2 separate regions of the Mus musculus genome follow, and region 2 is linked to region 1. A link is a contact called in public Hi-C data. All regions are on one chromosome and are shown on one strand. The core of a region is the stretch at or near the end of the contact, and the rest is flanking DNA. Distances in the headings are between cores, read along the strand shown.

Evidence for each region. A called contact is a pair of places that touch in the nucleus more often than the background predicts.
Region 2: a Hi-C map of uterus shows a contact between it and region 1, with 2.4 times the contacts expected there. The contact joins the promoter of Lrrc49 here to the enhancer-like site in region 1. A contact is called at or near these places in 4 of 39 promoter capture datasets (the 3T3-L1 cell line, the C10 cell line, the SN4741 cell line and 1 more), 2 of 484 Hi-C or Micro-C datasets (muscle stem cells and uterus) and 1 of 9 other capture datasets (adipose tissue).

What each region holds. Positions count from the first base shown.
Region 1 is chr9:60,306,267-60,312,636 of GRCm38.p6, reverse strand. The region is part of intron 6 of Thsd4 (thrombospondin, type I, domain containing 4); the gene reads left to right. Among named protein-coding and RNA genes, the nearest start is that of 2010001M07Rik, 25 kb to the left of the region's middle. Within about 2 kb of position 2,771, at least 66 of the 459 cell types and tissues checked have an H3K27ac peak or open chromatin away from gene starts, as enhancers often do. A contact at or near this core is called in adipose tissue, muscle stem cells and uterus, where this site is marked.
Region 2 is chr9:60,684,809-60,691,178 of GRCm38.p6, reverse strand. It overlaps Lrrc49 (leucine rich repeat containing 49), which reads left to right and starts at 3,045. Exons shown (of 17, transcript NM_145616.4): 1 at 3,045-3,367; 2 at 3,984-4,040; 3 at 6,057-6,144. The coding sequence starts at 3,320.

The DNA of each region.
Region 1 (6,370 bases), core at 1,522-4,021:
TTGAGGATGTGAGACAGGAAAGAATTAATATTAGCATGGAGTCCGGAAGACCTGAAGAAGGAAAGGGCCCTGCTGAAATCTTTCGAGTTTTTTCCTTAATTTAAATCTCCCCAGAACCCAGAAAAGCTGGCTGCCTGATATCAACACTTCAGAATGCAGTGTGCCTGAATAGGAACCCTGGTTAAAGAAAGTCCTGTGACCTTACGATCCACGCGCTGTCACAAAGGTAGGCGTAGTTAATGAAGAGGGAAGTTTCTGTCTACTGTGCTATACTGAATCTTTAGTGCTTATGAAGGGGCCTGTATACAGAAGGTGCTCATGAGTTGTGCCTGTATCCAGAAGGTACTCATGAGGTATTAGCATGGCCCTTTGAGCTTGGCATCCAGTCTAGCTCCTTGCGATTCCATTTGAGACTCTCCTTGATGAGGCCTCTGTAGCAGCACTAGCTCTGTGGGGAGAGTGGAATCTTGACTGAGAGGCACCCTCCGCTGTTTCCTGCCCACAAGACCCTGGCAGAAGTAGCCACTTGGGCACGGATGCCTTCTGGACAAAGATGCAGGATGTGTTGACACAGCAGCCCAGCCTGAATGTATGAGCTTCCTTTCTCTGTAGCTATGAGGCCTGGCTTCCAGATCAGGCATGTGTTCTGTGGGTGGGTCCAATTAGCCCAAAGTCCCTTGTTAACTGTTCTTGCAACTGTTACTGTGGCGTGGAAGTGGAGAATGGCTTGGTGATTCCAAACAGCTGCTTCCAAGCTTCCCGCTTGTGATGTTCGGCCTCTTGGACATTAGCTTTCTCACCCTCAATGTGCACTAATTAGGCTGAGCCTTTGTGTTTCCTTGGCCAGGAGCCTTGCCACTCTGGGCATTTGCAATTTTGGACAGGAAAAATGCGGATTGAAGTGGTTGGCAGCTGGCACAATGCAGGAGGGCAAAGATGTCAGTGAGCATTCCCATGGCGCCGGCACGGGCATTCCTGTTTTCCCAAGCACCGGCGAGATGGAGCTGTGAGTGGTTCTGGCTGTCATTGAGAACACAGGAAGTTTATGGCTTACTCTTTATGTGCGCTGCTTCCCACTCAGCCAAGCCAACGTTTGTATCAAGTAGCCAAATTGTGCCTCCGTGTGTGTTTGTGTGTGTGTATGTGTGTGTGTGTACTTATAATGTGTATGTGTAGTGTGTGCACATATGTGGGTAAAGTCCAGAGTTCAAAGCTGAGTGTCTTCTACTGTTCTTCCCCTCCCCTCCCCTCCCCTCCCCTCCCCTCCCCTCCCCTCCCCTCCTTCCTTTCTCTTTCTTTGGGGGGTGGGCAGAACTCAGAGTTCTTGGCTTAGCTATAACAGGTGTATTTGCCTGCATTTAGAGAATGGGCCCCAGTTAGCCCAATGCCTGCCTAGTGATGGCCCTGAAACCATTCACATTCCACCTAGCTCTGGGGATGGAACTCGTGTCTCATGCTTGTTCAGCGAACACTTTTCTGACTAAGCCTTCTCTCTCAGCTCCTCAGACACCCAGTTTTTCAGATAGCATCAAACAGGCAGGGAATGTTTCTTAGCCAGTGCTTGCTAGAGAACCGTTCGCTCTGGTGGACAAGTTAACTCCAAAGAAGCTTGCGGCTCTGCTTCCCTCTCCATCCCCACCTTTTCCTTTTTATCCACAAGTAGCATGGATCCACTGGGCCTCCTATGCCAAATATGTGAATTCAGAGATGAGTAAGATGTGACCTCTGCCCTCAAGAAATGCACTGCCTCCAGGCCTCACGGCTTTAGTCACCGGTTGATCCTTAACGGGGCAGTTGGGATGGATTAGAAAAGTGACAGGGGAGACTGACTTGTGATAAGATACAATGTAGCAAACAGAAAACAAGAGCAGTGTATCCACAACCCTGATCATGGTAAACTGGGGCTCAGTTAAATCATGGGGGAGTAAAGAGCCCACTCATGTGGGATAAAGGCAGCCAACACACAATCCCAAACAGGGGCGCCTTTCCTGATCACAAGAGAAACAGACTTTAAGACTGCCTCACAGTTCCAGCCTGAAAAGCAGCCCTTGGCCACTCCAGAACTTTCTCTAGGGAGTAAACATCTCTCTTTCCAAAACCAAGGTCAGAGGAGAGGTCAGGGGTGAAGGGTGAGACTGCCTGTGAATCCAATGTGGCTCGTTGCCAGCTACTTAATAAATATCCCTAGAAAAATCAGTAACTTTCACTTTTATTATGGATTTTATCACCACACTTGTCATTTTTTTCCCCCATGCTCCAGTTCTCAGGGCAGCTGCTGTAAGGCTGCACCTGGGATCCACAGGGGCTATCCCCCAGGGACGAACGGCACCACACTTGGTATTGCCCAGGGCTGCAGCCCAAGGCTGGCCCTACAGGGCAGGTGGCTCAGCATGCCAGTGTCTGACGCAAGCACAGGCCAAGCAGCAGCTCCCGCACTGGCTCACAGTGTTAAAGCCTGGGCATCCTCTGAGTTTGTTAGAAGACAGATTTGCAACCTTCTCTGTTCTCAGACCTGTCAGAAGAAACGGAGGAGAAGAGGAGCAGCCTTCATGGAAGCCACACTGTCCATCTGGGACAAATTGCAAAGATGTTACGAGCTGCTTTTTGAAGCTGGGCATTCAGAAATAGAACGTGGCCGAGTGACAGGCTGGAACAGATGGGCCAGGGCTGGGCCGGATTTCAGGAAGGCCCTGCTTCCCAGGCAGAATTGCTGGAGGTCAGGTCCTGGGCGGGTGAGCGCACTCTTGGCACGAAGCAGGCCTGTGTGACTTGGGTTGCATTCATCTGTGAAACACGTTGGATCTGAGAAATGAGTCTTGGATCCTCGGCTGTGTTAGCATCAGAATCATATTTTATTAATTATACGAGACAGTACAAGTGACATGATCAGAATAATGCCTGCCATACAGCTCACACTCCAGAGGCATGAACAGGCCAGCAGCGGCATCTTCTTTTGGGTGGTGTCTCTTTGCTTAAACCAGAGCTGTCAGCTTAGGAAACATTGTTTCAGGCAAGCAGGCCTGCCTACTTTGTCAAGGACTTGAACTACATTTGTACTCCTAGGAGAAATTCGGATTTTAGTTTTGGTTTTGGGGTGTTGTTGTTGTTGTTGTTTTGTGTGTGTGTGTGTGAGAGAGAGAGAGAGAGAGAGAGACAGAGACAGAGACAGAGACAGAGACAGAGACAGAGAGAGAGAGAGAAATCTTTACTTCTTAGAATCCTCACTAAAATTAGGCTTTTCTGAAAGGAGAAAGTTGTACTTTCTAGGCAGAGGATATAATTCATTTGGTAAAATGTATGCCTGACATGCACACAGCCCTGGCTTTAATCACTATACAGAAGGGAAAAAAATGAATGGCTATAACCCCAGTACATAGTCAGAGGATTAGAAACTAAGGGTTATCCTTGGGTGCATATCAATGTTGATTAGAAAATTTTGAGGCTAGCTTTGGATACATGAGGATCTGTCTCATAAAGAGAGAGGGTGTCTTGGGTGTCTTTCAAGAATGGAGGTGGAAAAGTAGCTCATTTGGTAAAGTATGTGTACTGAGCATGTGCAATGTCCTGGGTCCCATCTCCAGTACCATATAAAGTAGGAGTGATGGATGCCTTTTGCCAGCCCCCAAGTGGCTCAGAAGTTCAAGGTCATCCTTAACTACATAGTAAGATAGAAAATTAAAAATAAATTATAGGCATGGTGGCACACACCTTTAATCCCAGCACTCGCTACTGGAGGCAGAGGCAGGCAGATCTCTGAGTTCAAGGCCAGCCTGATCTACAAAGCAAGTTCCAGGAACAGCCAGGGCTGCGTAGAGAAACCCTGTCTCAAAACATTCTCTCTCTCTCTCTCTCTCTCTCTCTCTCTCTCTCTCTCTCACACACACACACACACACACACACACACACACACACACACACACACACACATCTAAAAACATCTGAAGGTAACAAGCAGATTTAATATGTTTTGAGAGGAGATCTGATTTGAGGCTTAGAGGAAATCATGCAGCTACCTACCGATCTGATTGGTAATGTTTGTAGGGAGTGTGGGAGGAAGGCATGTGTGGGGCATATTGCTCTATTTCTACCATCTCTACCCTTACCAGGGACCTTCTAGGCCCAGCAGGCTTGATGAATGGAATAGACCTCTCTTCTGGAGCCTGCCATTCTAGTGAGCAGTGGAGATCTGGGCAGCTGTGTTGTCATGCTGCATGTTTCCAGTTCCTGGCTGGGTATCTTTTACCAAGAGGTCAGTGGTGAAGGTTCCCCCACATCTGCAGGGAGCCTCCCATGGAATGCGGATGTGTCAAATAACACCCCCACCCCCGCCCAAATCAAAGTCTGAGCAGATGCTGGACAGGGTTTCTCACTTGTAGCCATCTCATAGTGAAGGGGTAAGGGCCAGTTGTTGAGCTAGAATGTGTGACGTCGCATTTGAAGAGCTGGATCCCAAAAGGCATGGCATGCAACAAATCTCCATCCTGAAAGGCCACTTTGGTAGGCAGTTTGGGCATTGTGATCCATCGAGGGGAAACAGGGATAGAGCCGTGGCCTCCGTACCCTGCTCTTCCTCCTCCAGCATGTGTGAAGCCTGTGCCTGCTCTCTCTCCTCTTCCAGAGACACAAGCCTTAATCCGTTTAGTTATTTAGGACAATTGTTTTTCAACTTTCAGGGAATTATTGTGTGTGCGTGGGTAGGGATTTGTGTTCACATGCATGTGGGTGCACGTGCATGTATCTATGTGTGGAGGCCTGTGGTCAACCTCATGTGCTCCTCAGAAGCCACCCACCCTGACTTTTAATGCACGGTTGGTCTCCCCTTGGTATTGAGGGATGGTTGATGAGGCTGGATCAGCCGGCCAGCAAGCCTCCCCAGAACTGGGATTATAAGAGTGTCTCACCATGCTCAGCCTTCTGTATGGTTAGGATTCAAACACGTGGGCAAGCTTACACAGCCAGTGTGCACAGGCTGAGCCGTTGCCTCAACCCCAGCTTTAAAAGCAAAGGTCAGTTTTTATGACTTTATTCTGAGTGACAAAGGTCTCATAGAAGTAGCATGGAAATACGTGTTAGATTACAAATGCCTTCTACTGAACATTTATAGTATCTTGTTAGATCCAAAGACTCATTTCTATTTAAACCTAAAGAAACAGCTAGCTGGGTGTTGTGGTGGACACCATTAGTTCTAGCACTTAGGAGACAGAGACAGGCGCATCTCTGTGAGTTCAGGGCCAGCCCTGACTACATAATGAGTTCCAGGCTGGCCAGGGAATATACAATGAGACCCTTTTTCAAAACACAAAACAAGAACAAAAATTTAAATCCAAGTTATTAGAAGGCTAAAAATTCTCACTAGTAATATGTAGCACATAGAGTTTTCTGCTTTATCATCTTCACCTTTAAGGAAAGTAATCGATCATTTGGGTAGAACTGTTTATTGTGAAACTGAAGGCAAGTGGTTTAAGCAGTTGGCGTTGGTGCTGGTCATGAACTTTATTCCATGTTTAACACATCCGAGTCTTCTTTCAAGTACCACTGAAAGAACAATTCATTACACATTCTTTTAATTTTAGAGTGTGTTGTGTGTGTGTGTGTGTGTGTGTGTGTGTGTGTGTGTGTGTGTATGGAAGTGTGTACAGGTACTTTGCTTTGGTGACTTGAAATAATGGGAGTTAGAGAGAGGCCCATGGTGGTCACTGAGGGGCTGGGCTAGGCAGAGGGAAGATGTGCAAATAGGTGTGGGTGGGTGGGTGTGGTCCTCAGCCAGTTCCCTAGTTCCATGCCTAAAACCTACTAGCGAAGTGAAGTGTCAATTTCCCAACCCAAGAGAGAGTCCTGGGAGGTGGTAGGAGCTGCAGGTGCCATGCAAGAGGTAAACTCTGCAGGTGCCTGTCCCAGACTGGTGGCCCAGAGAACAGGTGACTACATTACAACCCAGGTGGACTCAGAGCAGAGCTTTGGGGAAAAGCCGCAGAGAGCAGTAAGCAGGGGAGTCTAATGCAGATGGAAGACCCTGTCTGGGGTTTGGCAGCAGTGCACCTTCCCTGGAGAAAGTTTGTCTCGTGAGCCAATCCTGTTTCACTGGAATCAACTGGTTATAGCTATGAAACGCTATTCTAAGCTGAAACTGACTAAACTGGTCTGGCCTGATGGATAGCCAGGAGGTTTCCAGGCAGGGCTGGGGTGAAAGAGCTCCCACACTGGCAAGCTGTCCTGCTTGGGCAGTGTCCACTGCTTGTGCCTCTAGTAAGCTCTGCGAGGCTTCCAGAAGCTAGGCTCTAAGGAAAGGCTCCCAGCCAGGCTGGCAGATGAGCCTCTGTCGGCACACACAGGGAAGGAAAGCTCTTGGCTACCCTAGAGGGTCCTGATA
Region 2 (6,370 bases), core at 1,796-4,295, 380 kb before region 1:
GGTAGAAGATACCTGATAGTCACCTGAAGCAGTTAAACATTTTTTTAAAAAAAAATAAGTTATTACTTTTTTGTATGTATGTACACGCATATGCCATAGTGTGAATGTGGAGGTCAGAGGACAACTCGAGGGAGTTGGTTCTCTCCATCTTCCTTGTGGGTCCTGGGGAGTGAACTTAGGTCAGCAGACTTGGTGCCAAGTGCCTTTAATGGCTGAGCCATCTAACTGTACATAAATATTTTTTAAATTGGTGATCTAGGGGAGATGCTTGTGTTGTCTGTCACTAAGTAGCTGTGTAAGTGTCGGAAACCACTTTACTGCATTTTCTCATTGACAGAATGAAGCATTCAGACAGGATGGTTTCCCAAGTACCTTCCAGGTCTAACCCTTCCAGGGGAGCTGGAAAATGAAAAGAATGGACATATACACAAAAGGAATGAGTCTGTGACTGACAGGTTTCCTTCAGAAAGCATCAGGAAGATTCGAAATGTCTAGAGCTGACACTGAACACCCTCTCATCATCAGGTATTGGCTGAGCATCTGCTAAAGTCCATCAAGGAGACACAGTAGTCAGTGACTAGTTGCTTCTTCCCATAGGGAGCAGACAGGGTCATTAGGGTTTGATTCAATTACTCCAGAGAAACCCACTAAACAGGACTTAGGAGTTTTTACCTTTATTACTGAACCGTTTATGAAGAAGAGTGGCTTTGGGTTTGCCAGCAACAGGAAGGCCAGTGTATCAGTCAGGGTTCTATATGGAACAGACTGATACTCAATATGTACTAAAAGGTGATTTATTAGATTGGGTTATAGGATAGGATTATTATAGGTCTGGGTAATTCAACAGTGATCATCTCACATCAGAGAGGCTGAGAATCTGCTAGTGACTCAGTCTGGATGTCTCTGTAGTTCCAATCTGGCACTTAAGGCCAAGAGTATTCTTGGATAGCTGCTGGTCTTCAGAACATGCTGGAAGCCCAAAGAAACTTACTCTGTTGTTGGATAAGAAATGCAGTAAGACAGATGCACTCGCCGGGAAAAAAAAATGGCAAGCAGGCAGAAAGCAATGTTTCCACTTTCAATCTCCATTCACCTGGACTGCCATCAGAAGGTGCCACTTAGATTGAGGGTGGGCTCTTACTGCTTCAAATGATCTGATGGAGGACTTTTCTCAAAGGAGTTCCTGATGACGACCATTTAAGTTGGTTATAGATCTAGTCAAACGGACAGACAGATCAGCTGTCACAGTTGGCCTGCTGAGAGCACTGCATCAAAGATTGTATCAGATAGATAATTGCTTCAGCTGCAACAAGCATGAACTAACGCCCGCATTCTCATGCAGCTCCACACTGCTGACTTGGCTGCCCAGTTCTTCCCCCAAGCTTCAGCTCAGCACCACATCTGTGTCCCTGCGAGCTTCCCTGTTTTTAGCATTCAAGACATTGCCTGAAAATGAGTTAGTGAAGAGAGGACAGGCTGAACACAGGCTTCAGAAGCAAAATACATGGGCCAAGGGTTGACTGTGATGACAATCAATGCTTAATTAATATGGTAAGTATTGTGCCTCAGACATTACTCCAAGTAACTAACTCTCTACAGCTCTGGAAAGGCTTTGGCTGAGATGCGATAACATCTTTCTATTACAGATGAGGAACCTGGGCATAGGAAGCATGCTTAATTATTGGCAGAACCATAACTGAAACCCATGAGTTGGCCACCAAGTTTATTCTTGTAACCACCATGATTTCATACCTTAGCTAACCTCCACACCCCACCCCCACACATAAAGATAAATATTTTAAAAAACATAATATGTAAGTCAGGGATCAGGAGAAACTATATTTGAGCTTATTGCTTTAAAAAAGGGACAGAACTTTATTGATGGTGCCAGAAAATGGGAAAAGGAATAACTATGGTTACTGCCGGGAACAGGTGAGCAGTCTCAAAAGAGAGGAATGCTGAGGAACCAAAAGATCAGCATTATGTCTATGAACTCTTCAGGACAGTGGTATTAATAGGATGGTAGGGAAAGGAGAAAAATCATGCAAGGATGTGTAAGTTGTGTTCATAATTTTGATCCAAAAATTATATGTTTACATTCCAAATGATGATAGAATATCACTAAAGGAAGGGTCTTAGGCATCCACCCAGATGTGGGAAGCAGGTTAGTATTACAGAAAGAATATTGTTCTGGTGACTGGAGGTATAATAAGAATTCCAGGCCATTGAAGAAGTTAATTTTTGGATGTGTCTCCTCACATAAAATGGATAGGTTTGGACTAGTTGAGAAATAAGGTTGCCTTCAGCCCTGTCATTCTATACAAGTCTCACAATTCAAAGTCAAAATGTCAGTTACAGACCACTTAACTTCTTGGCAACCTTTTCTCAGATTTAGAACTAAACATTCCTTCTGCACTGTCATAGAGCCACTGTTTAATCCACATAATGGTCATAGGGTGGAAGCTGGATTGTCCCAAAGAGGGCTTGGAAGTTTTTAAGAGAGCAAGTAGTGATAATTCGATGCAAGGAATATGTAATCAGTATTTGGGGGTGGGGTGGGGGCAGAAAGGTATGCAGTGAGGAGATGACTGGAAGTTTGTTTAGCTCGCCAGGAACATGAACTTGAAGGCAGCCAGTATCAGTCAAAAGAAGCTTAGGGAAGGGAAGGGGTTATTAGCAAGACTTGTCTTCAGTAGTAGCTTCACAGCTTTAGTCTTTTTTTTTTTTTTTTTTTGGACAGATCGATTGTCTGGCGCACTCCGTTCCTCTGCCCGCAGGGGCCTCAGGAAAGCTGGCTTCCCTTCACTATCTCCAGGTCGGATTGTATCCTTCCTTGTCTCGGCTTAGTGGAAGGGCCAAATTAAATGGGAAGGTTATGAGCACCTTCCTCCAGCTCTTCCCTGCGATCTTGCCAGGAAAACAGGCAGCAGCAGGCAGAGGGAATCAAACTTCCCGCGGGCAGTGTTGAGGCGGGTCCTAAAGAGGAAAGGACCGGAAGTCATGGTTGCCATAGCCACCGATGTGTCCTCCCTCTTCCTCGTCTTATCCTCCTCCGGATCCTCCCGCTGTTTTCAAGCGGCCTGGAAAAAAAAAAAAAATCCAGAACGAGGAAGTGCTGACGCACGGGGCCCCACAGATACTCCCCGAGGCTAGCCGCCCGGACGGCCCAAAGATCTAGGGCGAGGACCAGACCGGAAATGGTGGTTTCTATGGTAACCCCTGAGCGGGTTGCCTGGGAGATGACCCCTTTTGGTCTCTTTGAATCTTAGCTGTAGGATTACCTCGAAGGAGGATTGAACATCCTGGACTGTCTCCTGCCATGATTCCCGGAAAATATCGCTCCGTTTCTGGCCGAGCTGCAAATAACGTGAGTTGGGCCTTCCTGATTTTTCTTCCTTTCCGATAGTAGTCTTGTCCTCTCTGACTGGCGTCTTTGTCCTAGGTGATGGGCTGTATTACTGGGATCGGGGCGACTGAAGCTATTGTCTCATTGAGGCTAGGGTTTCCTGGGCTAGTCCAAAGCACTCTGAGAGTTTTTGAATATTGTATGATGGGTGTTTAAAATCTTGCCCAGGGCCCGAGCTCCCCAGAAGGTGGAGCTGGTTTGCTAGGCAAACACTGGGATTCCTTTAGTTATCCCCCACCCACTTCTTCCTTTTTTTCTATTGAGAAAGGAACCTGTTCTTAGACACTCCCACCTCCTTTATTCAAGCACTGACATCCTGACTGGCAACAGAAATGTCGGGGCTCCAAAGCCTGAGGTACAAGGTGGGTGAAATCCGTGCCTCCGACATTTTGAAAAATAAATTAATGAAAGCATTTGACTTGATTTTACTTGATTCCTAGACTTCAGAAAATGCTCATTTACCAGAAAAGGCAAAGAAAGATGGAATATTTGACTGTGTTCCATTTCTTATAATGTGTTTATACTATGGTGTGTATGCATTAAGAAATCATTTTATAATTTAACTTTTACATTTCAGGTGAACTGTGGACTTCATCTGGTTATTCAAACGTCGTCACTTTCTGACAAAAACAAAGTAAGATTTAAGCAGATTTGTATTTAAGTTGAAAATAAATGGTCAGATATTGTACACAAATACTTGTATATTTTATATATAGATTCTGACCTCGGGGCTGAGGGTCTCTTATTTTGGTTTTCAATGTAAAGCTGACTTTATTTTCTGTCTACTTTCATAAAGCCAAATCATCCCTCTTGTATCAATTTAGGTCATTCCATTACAAGAGCCCCTCCCCTTACATTTAAACATTTCTGGTGAAGGTATTTCTTAAAAGTGGTTGTATGGCATAATTTAATTAAGAAATGCTTTCTTCCTTAGACATAGGTAAAATGATGGTATCATTCTAATGGTAGCATCTCTGGAAGGATAAAATGGGACATTTTAGGAGGATTTCACTTTGTGATTCATTTTAAATCAGAAGAAAAACTAGCTTAGCAGAGGAAATGTTAGTGTTTTAATAACGTATTGAGTGTTAGATTCTTATTTTGTGTGTGTGTGTGTGTGTGTGTGTGTGTGTGTGTCTGTGCATCCGTCTCTGTGTCTCTCTGGAGGCCAGAGGAAGTTGTCAGATGCTCTGGAGGTGGTGTTACAGGCAGTTGTGACACCTGTCATGGGTACTAGGAACCCAACTCAGGTCCCATGGAAGAGCAGCAGTGGTCCTAACCACTGAACCCTCTTTCTACACCCAGACCATTTACTTGTAATATCTTGGTAATTTCCAAAGTCTCTGGCTTTTCATTTGGTTTTTGAGATACATTTTTTTTCTTTCTTTCCTGCCTCACTCACCTCAGCACTCACGCATGCCCACTCCCCTATGCTAGCCGTACACAATACACTTCTCCCCTTAAATAATGTGTATGCTCTCAACCGTCACAGTTCATTTGTTCCCTAAAACATTGTGAAGTGGACATCACTGGAAGGACTCTGTAGTATAAAGGCCGGAGTTTACAGACAGCAGCAAGAAGAGACTAAACGGAGGCCATAGGAGGTTTGAATGGGAGGGGCCACTGATTAACAGACTGCAGCTGACTAGTTACATTTGGATGTCAAAATAGCCAACCCTTCCCTGTGTGACTCCCCTGACCTCATCGTTTGATCATCTCCAATAACAGCTGAATTAATGAAAAAAATGTATTTATTAGAATCAGGCATAATGGACTGTATGTAAAACTTTCCTACCTGCCTTGGCCAGGTGGGTCTTTTTCTACCGTTATGTGCTTGTAGGAGTGCTGTGTTTTCAACATCCTTTTTATACCATCCTCTCTTGTGTAGACATGTGTTCACACTGATGGAGTGCGAATGCTGCTGTGATCGGGTGGGTGATGGAGAAGCCTCGGAAGTCTTTGAAGATGGATTTTTAAAGTTTTAATGGACAGTTTTAGGAGGCGAGACTGGTTTGGGCTTTTCAGTTCTGCCATGAAAAATTATTAAAAAGAGTTAAAATTCTTAAATATGCAATTTTATTGCATTACAATTTGACATGTGAAGGATTTTTAAAAAGTCAAGAGCTCCACTTAGCTTTTATTGTTTGCATTTCTTTTTTTATTGAGCAAATAATTCTTTCAGTCATTGCATTTGTGGCAATTATATTTGTGGACAGTTTGGAAGTATTTTAATCTGATCTTGTGTAACTGCCTTTAATTGTAAGTTTGGAAAAATTGTACCTCCCATGCAAATTCCAATATAACCCGTTTTAAAGTTTACACCTCAGGGGCACTAAGTCCATGCACAGTGTTGCAAGAGCATCTCCTCCATTTAGATGTAGGACATTTCATCAGTCCACATACACTCTCATCTTCATTAAGCAGTTGCTCCCAGTTCCTCACTTATCTTAAACCCTTGGAAACTGCAAATGTGCTTTCTGTCTATGCATTTTTCAACCATGGGTAGTTCATATGAATGGAATCATATAATGTGTGGCCCTTCTGGGGCCATCCTTTTTTTAAAAAGCACATTTTATCTGTTATCTTATAATAAAGTTTATCTCTGTCAATTTCTTCCTATCAATATATATTCTTAAATACTATTTTTCAGGTTGAATTCAGGCTTAACAGAGAAACACCACCATTTCCTGGTAGACTGTTACAGCATGACCTGGAGAGGAACTACTCAAGCAGGCAAGGTACTGTCACTAACAGAGAGCGGAGTCATTCCCTTTGAACAGTATCATTTAATATTGTTGAATGACTAGAACCCAGGAAACCTGAATTACAAAATGAAATAGTTCAATTGGTTACAAACTTGGTTTGATATTGTTTAAATCGGAATTGGCAATATAGATCTATACACATAGACAGACCGACAGACAGACAGACACACCATAGTGGATTGCTTCCAATGCATAAACA